Linked DNA regions of Salmo salar: region 2 is linked to region 1. The links are chromatin contacts, called in public Hi-C maps. All regions are on one chromosome and are shown on one strand. Each heading gives the region's core, a stretch centred on a gene start, on an enhancer-like site or on the middle of the called end of the contact. The rest is flanking DNA. Distances are from core to core; before and after follow the strand shown. Region 1 holds the start of LOC106613625 (ubiquitin-60S ribosomal protein L40). Region 2 holds the start of LOC106613630 (transcription factor jun-D).

Region 1 (3,915 bases), core at 379-2,878:
CTCCAACCTTAACTATTTTGTAAAAACAGTTGTTCATTACCGCCATCAAGTTGACTTACTTGCGGCAGATCATTTTGTCGCAGTTGTACTTCTGGGCCAGCTGTCTCAGAGATGGCTCAATGATGCCTCCACGCAGACGCAGCACAAGATGCAGAGTGGACTCTGGTGGGGAACAAACATAGTACTTTTGTACACATTTTAGCCAGTAGTTCTGAAACTAGCATGCGTAAGTCAAAAGTGGTCCCCAAAAATGTTGTACTACATCACATGTGCACCCTCTCGATCTGCTGTGCGTGCATCTTTCTAGCTGTCACTCAAATGGCAAGGGGCTGAAGCTCATTGGCTGAAAATAACTGTTAGGGGGCTGTCTCCAGTGGGAGAAAATAGCACACAAAGCTTCCAGAAAAAACTTTGTAGCTAGTTTAGGTAAAACAGTAATTATGCTCATAGATTATGCATGTATGAACTACACATTGACACATCCAGCCTGAAGCAGTTTTAGTATAGCACCAAAGTATGTCTTTAAAAAACACCTGTACCTTTTCACATAGGGCTAACTCATAACTTTGAGCAGCATTACATGCTCTCATTAAGTCACTCTCTTACCTTTCTGGATGTTGTAGTCTGACAAGGTGCGACCATCTTCAAGCTGTTTTCCAGCGAAGATCAGCCGCTGCTGGTCTGGAGGAATACCTGAGAATAGAAAGCATATTGATATGACCCACTAATGAAATCACTCATGCACAGTGCTAGTATCAAAGTGTAAAATCCACCTCCCCTTTGTAAATAAAACAGCCATACAGTATGACAAATGAGCTCCAATGAAACTTAAAATACCTTCCTTATCCTGGATCTTGGCCTTGACATTTTCAATAGTATCGCTGGGCTCAACCTCAAGGGTGATGGTTTTCCCCGTCAACGTCTTCACAAAGATCTGCATCTTGGCAGGCTGTTGGGAGAAGAATTGGTGCGAGTTGGTGGCAAGTTAGCGGATTTCTCTTTTAGAAGCTTGTTAACTAGCGGAGTCTGCTACTCCCTGGCACCAAGAATGGAAATCAACACACAATGCTATGGGAGTCCACAACTCAGTCATCAACGAGTATTAATCTCTTTGGAGGACAATAATGAACACGCTAGCTATCCCATCGGCAATCAGAATGAGCAGCCAACCACCTCGCTAACGTATTAGTAAGGCCTCTGCCACATGCTCGAGCTCGTATTTCAATGTTCATATTTACACGTCTAACATGTGATAACCAAATGGCTACTGAGACACGTATATGGTAGCGGACAGACACTGGTGTGTTTCTATAACTTTATAAATGCGTATTCTAGTCAATTTCCCCAAAATTGTTATGAACAAAAATGTGAACCCACCCGGTCGCTAGCTGAGCCTCAACGAAAAGAGTCTGTACAAGGCGGAAGTTATATTACATCACATCCTCTTCTGCTTCGCACCAGTTTTTTTTTTATTTGCACAAATCTGTTTGATTAATCCTGGCTCTACTAACAGCAAAATGTGGGGAAAGTTAGCTTCAGGGTCATATAAAGTTGCAATATACTACTGGTATCACTAAATTGTATCCTCAAACGAACACAAACGATCAGTCGCTTGGAACAGGTGTTAGATAACTGCATTTTACTGCCACCCTCTGGTGTGACTGAGTAAACTTATCTGATTAGGTCATTTAAATTACCATACCTGTCTCAAGTGTGTATTATTTCATAATTTATTTGACTATGTAATGTACAGTATGTATGAATTTATCAGTGGTGGGAGACATGGGGAAGACAGGTTCACGGTAATGGATGAAAATATGCCACAGTGAAACATTAACTCCATTTAAGTTTCTTAAGTTTCAAAACAACATCTTCCTAATTGCATGCATTGCCATGCAAACAGCGTTGATACTGTACGTGAACGTGAGGCAAGGCAAATTTAAATTGTAAGGTTATCCACAGAAATGCTATTATGAATAAAATACTTTTTTTTATGATATCCAATTGGTTGTTACAGTCTTGTTCCATCACTGCAACTCCCCTATGGACTCAGGAGAGGCAAAGGTTGAGAGCCAAGCATCCGCTGAAACACAATCCTGCCAAGCCGCAATGCTTCTTGACACACTGCTTGCTTATCCCAGAAGCCAGCTGCACCAATGTGTCAGAGGAAACACTATCCAGCTGGCAACCAAAGTCAGCTTGCAGGCACCCGGCCCGTCACAAGGAGTTGCTAGAGCACAATAGGACAAGGACATCCCAGCCAGCCAAACCCTCCCCTAACCCAGACGAGGCTAGGCCAATTGTCCACCGCCTCATGGGTGATCTGGTCACAGCAGACTGTGACAGAGCCTGGCATTGAACCTGGGTCTGTAGTGATACCTCAAGTACTGTGATGCAGTGCCTTAGACCGCTGCGCTACTAGGGAGGCCCTTGCATAAAAGACACTTGAGGCAGGGAAGTGTGTAGCTACCACTATTCAGGTGATGCTCTTCACTGTGGAATGGGTAAGTAACTTTCATTGCCTCCTATAAGCTTCTCTTTGCTACTGACAAATAAACACATAGCAGCAGACAATGAACATTCTCATTTCTGTTCATTCAGATCTTCATTCCATCACTAATTAACAGAAAATATCAACTGTATCACTCAGGGCTGTCATAATGCTAGGTGTATATGGTTGGCTACACAGGACAGAGATTTGTATTATGCACACAAAAAAATGTAATAGAATAGAATGATTAAAAAAAAGATAACCATAACAGGAAATGCACAGTGATGTAAGGAGAACGACAAATTGTAAGTAAGAACAGTCCAAGAAGTTCTATGGCTGTAAGCACATTGATGGGAAAGGACTTCCTTCAGTCAGCATTGCAGAACGGGGGCAAACATTGGTTTTGGATGAACCTTTATGCAAGGCCTGCCCCAGGCATAAGCGGTGGCTTAGGGCTTAGGGCCCCAGAGGTCTCAACTTACTATTGAGTGTAAGAATACACCAGGTGCAGTTTCCTGTGGCTATTTTAGCGTCTAAATTTTGCTGGGGAAAACGCAACCATTTTTTTTTAGATGCATGCCAGCAAAGCCACAACAAAACATTTTATTAGGCTTATGTGGTCTAACACAGAAGGAAAATACAATCACGAGGATCCATTTTTATAGACAACATACTGACACACAGACAGCGCATTGTGCAAACAAAACAACCCTCACCATATCAACTGGAATTACATGGGTCTATTACTAAACTTTTTGTTGAAAAAAAATATTTGAATGGGAAGAGGAAAACATGGTTACAGACCCAACAACATTACATAGTAAAGAAAAGCACATGAGCTAATTATAATACACAAATTAAAAACAAAAAACAATGAAATCATTCCAACATTGCTGAAAATGATGATAACATACTAATGAGATAGACCTATATAAGCAATATAACAGTTGAGATGTACAAACTATGGCATAAGGGAACGATGAGAGGATAAGAGGCAAGCCGTAACTTCGATTAGGACATTAATGAGCGAGTAGTCCATATAACTATTTGTTCAGCACTTTTTAAATTTACAGCGATAGAATTCAGAACATGGGCCGTTCTTACAGTATTCTCCCTGTACACCAAGTCAGAACCGTAGGATAAATAATGGGGGCATATAAGCAGACAATGAAAGCTCTTACAATAGTCGACGATGACATTTCTCTAAAACAGGCTATAGGCTACTTGTACACCAACAAGTCAGAACAGTAGGTTAATTCTTAGTGTGAGACACATGGGCTACTAACAGCTTACTACACAACATACACTTATTATTACTTTCTTAGCTACTGTATACATATCTCCCTGGCATATTACATAATTTATGCCGCAGTATACAAGACATATTTTATGACTCACTGTTGTTGTGCTGTGCTCACTTGAAC
Region 2 (3,915 bases), core at 1,016-3,515, 150 kb before region 1:
AAAGTAGTCTTCATTTTTGTTTTGGACTAAATGATCATACGTAAAGAAATTGTGTTGATACAACTAATTAGATGACCTTTCGTATACTCAATCAATACATGAACTCATCTACAGCACAGGAGTGTAATTTCTGCAACAGGCCTATCGTATTACACCAGCAGAGGGCACAACACACCACGTTGATACACAATTCACTGACATATCACAGCAAGCGGACTTCCTGCGAGGAATGGACACGTTTGTATCCAATATGCTAAATGCTACAATGTCACGATGGAATCCATTCACCGGACGTGATGCCAGAGTTAGGAGTCAATTTAGGCCTAATAAAGTTGGCTAATATGCTAACTTTTAAAATTCACATAAATAAGTGGAAAAGTGTCCCATGGGCATATTGTACTAAAAGGTGTATTTATACCAAATACATTGTAATGCTGGGTTGGACCCAAGTTATAATTTATTGGACTTTCCAAATATGTATTGAGCAATATCCTTGTGTACCCCACCCAATCATTTAGCCTATTGTGAAAACGCAACTAGTATAAAGGCTTACTGTCGCTTGTGAAGACATTGGTGTGTAGGATCTTGTTTTGTTGCTTCTAAATGAATCAGAAAACTGAACCAACAGACAGCAAAACATGTGCCGTGTATTATCAAGCAAGGTTTATTTGATAACTGAATCCAAGTAAAATAGGAATGTGAAGGGAAATATTCAGTGCAACAAAAAGGTGACAACAGTTTCATATTAAGATAACACTGAAATAAGACACTGGAGCATTGGATATAAAATGTACAAGTGCTTGCTTGTAAACGTTAAAAGGGGTAAGAAATGACGTGCACCCAATGACACCCTCTTAGGTAACATTCGAGTTTGTCAATAAACATGCAAATATTTATTTATTCAGTATAAGGCTATGATATACTAATACAATAATGATGAACTGGTTTGATCCAGTCTTACACCCATGAGAAAGAATGTGTAAACAGATAATGTACATTAGTGAAGTCCTTTAAGTCTGTAAAGTCGATGGCTCTACGTGCATAATTGAGATATTTGAGAGCCAACAAGAGAACAGATATTGAGCTTATTTATGCTGGTTGACCAATGTCGTCCTGCGATTAGTACACTTGAACTTGATGTGGCAACAATTGGCATCCGCTGTTCACATGATTCAAAACATTTTGTTTTAGCTGAGCCACTTGATCCCGGAGTACACTTGCCGTTGAGGCCAGGTCAGTGTTTTGAGTTTTTAGGTTATTGACTTTGTCTTCGAGTCTGGATATCCTCTCCAGTTTCCTCTTTCGGCACTTGGACGCAGCAATTCTATTCCGCAGCTTTTTCCTCTCGGCTTTAATGCGCTCCTGTGTGTCCATGTTGATAGGCGACAGTGGTGGACTGTCGCCGAAGCTGTGCAAGTCAGGGACTGTCTGCGGCTCATCCTTCAAGGATTGCAACCGGGAATGTGCTTGTTGCTGCTGTGTGCCACCTAAATGGTGAGAGGGAGGAGGTGGGAAGGGTACAGTGTCTGTGGAGTAATTGACAGTGGTGCCCAAAGGTCCATTACCATAACTGTTCAAGTTCGTATAGACGGGTAAGTCCATGTGTACAGTGACAGGAGCCACGTTGGTACTTAGGTCGAGACTGTTCGTTTGAGCGCAAGTCCCCCCGTTCAGCTGGTTCTGTTTGTGTAAGTCCTCCAGAGCCTTGACGAATCCCTCGGCAAACTCCTGTTCGTCAGTTACTGACTTGGGGTAGAGGAACTGAGAGGTCGGTGTTGTTACGACCATTCCGTTGGACTGAATGAGGAGTCTCTCCAGCTCCGGGGAAGCCAGTTTCAGCAGCCCAAGGTCCTGGGAGTTGAGAATGCCCTCGCCGTCGCGGAGATGGGGCTTTAGATTAGTAGCATCTACAAGGTTTAAATGAATGTCATTCTTCATCATATTTTGGTAAAATACAAAATCTTAGATGACAGCAGCTGTAAAAAGTCAGCAGAGCCTTACGACAGAAAGAGGGGTTCCCATAACCTCTCAGTTGCTGAAGAGGAAACGATGCGTAATTTGCATAACATTAAATCAAATGCTCTTTAAAGTTTCCCTACCCCTTCTCCAAGTTCTGGGTATAAATCACCCTTTGCCTCAAAAATGTTGTCGTTTTTTGTTTTTCCTTGTTAATAAACAATAGATAAGAAACAGTCGATGGTTAATCTCTCGACTAGAGGGGTAGAAGTTCCAATGTGTGCGCTCCGCATGCTGCCGCTACCTTTTCTATCCTCGTAAATTCCATTATGTCACTTCAGAGCGCGCAGATTGGACAGAAATCACGTTTTTTCCGTGTTTTATTTGAATAAGGGGACGTACTAGCCCCATTGCCATGGAGAAGGCGGGTAAACTGCAAACACTGCGGTGCATTGTGGTTTGATGTCATAGCAAATCTTGGATGGAGGCGTGGGGGTTGGTCAAGGCTTGTTTTCTTCCCTGTTCTATTGCTTTTGCACAGTAACACAAGTCATTGAGTTCTGTTTGACAAATGTTTTTGCACTAAATACCCTATAACATTATTTTTTACCTTGTCCAAAAAGTGTGGTGAAAGAAGAAAATAGCAAATGGAGAAGATACTAGGACTAAGAGTGTGGTTTTTATAATAAGCTTTATAAAAACACATGATATATAATGACTATCAGTGTATTCAAGGTCACACTATTTTCATTAACTGATTGACACAGTAAAGGCATATACAATGTTATAAGGTAAGAGTGACCTACTCTTATTTTCAAGTTTCAAAGTTCATTCACCACAGGGCTGATTCTGACCCGAGTTAAGTGCAAGTAAATGAAACGTAATTCCCTTTTCATGCACTTTTCTCTCTAGGCGTATTCTGACCTTGAACTTATTGAACTTGTGATTCTTGTGATAATTGTGATTTTGCCATTGTAATTGTTTGTTAGATACATTTTAGACTACAAATGCTATGATCGTATGCTATCCATTTGTTTGTCTTTTTGTATGTTCTTTGTATGCCATTTTTTTAAATATTTGAGTTAACCAATGATATTAGGCCATACTTGGCCATGATTACAAACACCTGTGTGTCTCTTGACACTATATAAATGACTCATCTCGCAGTGTTTGATGATACCCTGATGAAGACAGCTTCGCTGTCGAAACGTTGGTGATTAAATTTTTGCATCTGAGCTCTTAGAGTGTGCGGCTTTCCTTTATTTTCTAGTGTTCTACTCCGCTAGCCAGCACCTCGCCTTTAAAGGTGTGCGTTTCTTTTTTCTAGATTGACCTTGAACTTAAACATGAGAATAGCATGCTATTTAACCGCTATTCGTTTGGCGTGGATATCTAATAAATGAAGGTGTGGCGGGGGTGTGTCTACAGATAATTCGTATTCTGACCTTGACTTAAATCCCTATTAATTCCACCACCTTAGTTATAGGCTACCTCTTAGTTATAGGCTACCTCTTAGTTATAGGCTACCTCTTAATTATAGGCTACCCAGACTTTCTCTGTTTCCTATTTCTATCATGTTAAATATTAGCCACTATCAGTATCGACCGTCGGTACATATTCAACTGCCAATTTACTGTTAGTTCCCTTCAGTTGTTACAGCTTACGTTATTATTCCATTTAATTATATTGTTTCGTTGACCTATATTTGCTTACCTCTGTAAACGCTGCCACGGCCGTGTGATTGTTGCTGAGGATTATTATTAACAGTTGATATATATATATAAAAAAAAGACATGTAGGCTAATTAAATCGTTATGGAGCGGAGCACAGACTCAACGAGCTACACAAAATACTCTGTCAAAGTGGAAGAAAAACTAACATTTATTTAAAAAAAATACAAATAATGAAAAATAAAACAGTAATATATTTTGATTAGATAAAGACTCAACCCCCTGAGTC

Evidence for each region. A called contact is a pair of places that touch in the nucleus more often than the background predicts.
Region 2: a contact with region 1 is called in a Hi-C map of gill, with 4 times the contacts expected there. The contact joins the promoter of LOC106613630 here to the promoter of LOC106613625 in region 1. A contact is called at or near these places in 2 of 3 Hi-C or Micro-C datasets (gill and muscle).

The regions. Positions count from the first base shown.
Region 1 is chrssa10:16,594,457-16,598,371 of Ssal_v3.1, reverse strand. LOC106613625 (ubiquitin-60S ribosomal protein L40) reads right to left here and starts at 1,628. Exons shown (of 5, transcript XM_014216074.2): 1 at 1,378-1,628; 2 at 838-949; 3 at 607-693; 4 at 60-162. The coding sequence starts at 940.
Region 2 is chrssa10:16,745,754-16,749,668 of Ssal_v3.1, reverse strand. LOC106613630 (transcription factor jun-D) reads right to left here and starts at 2,265. Exons shown (of 1, transcript XM_014216089.2): 1 at 642-2,265. The coding sequence starts at 1,941. The coding sequence ends at 1,120.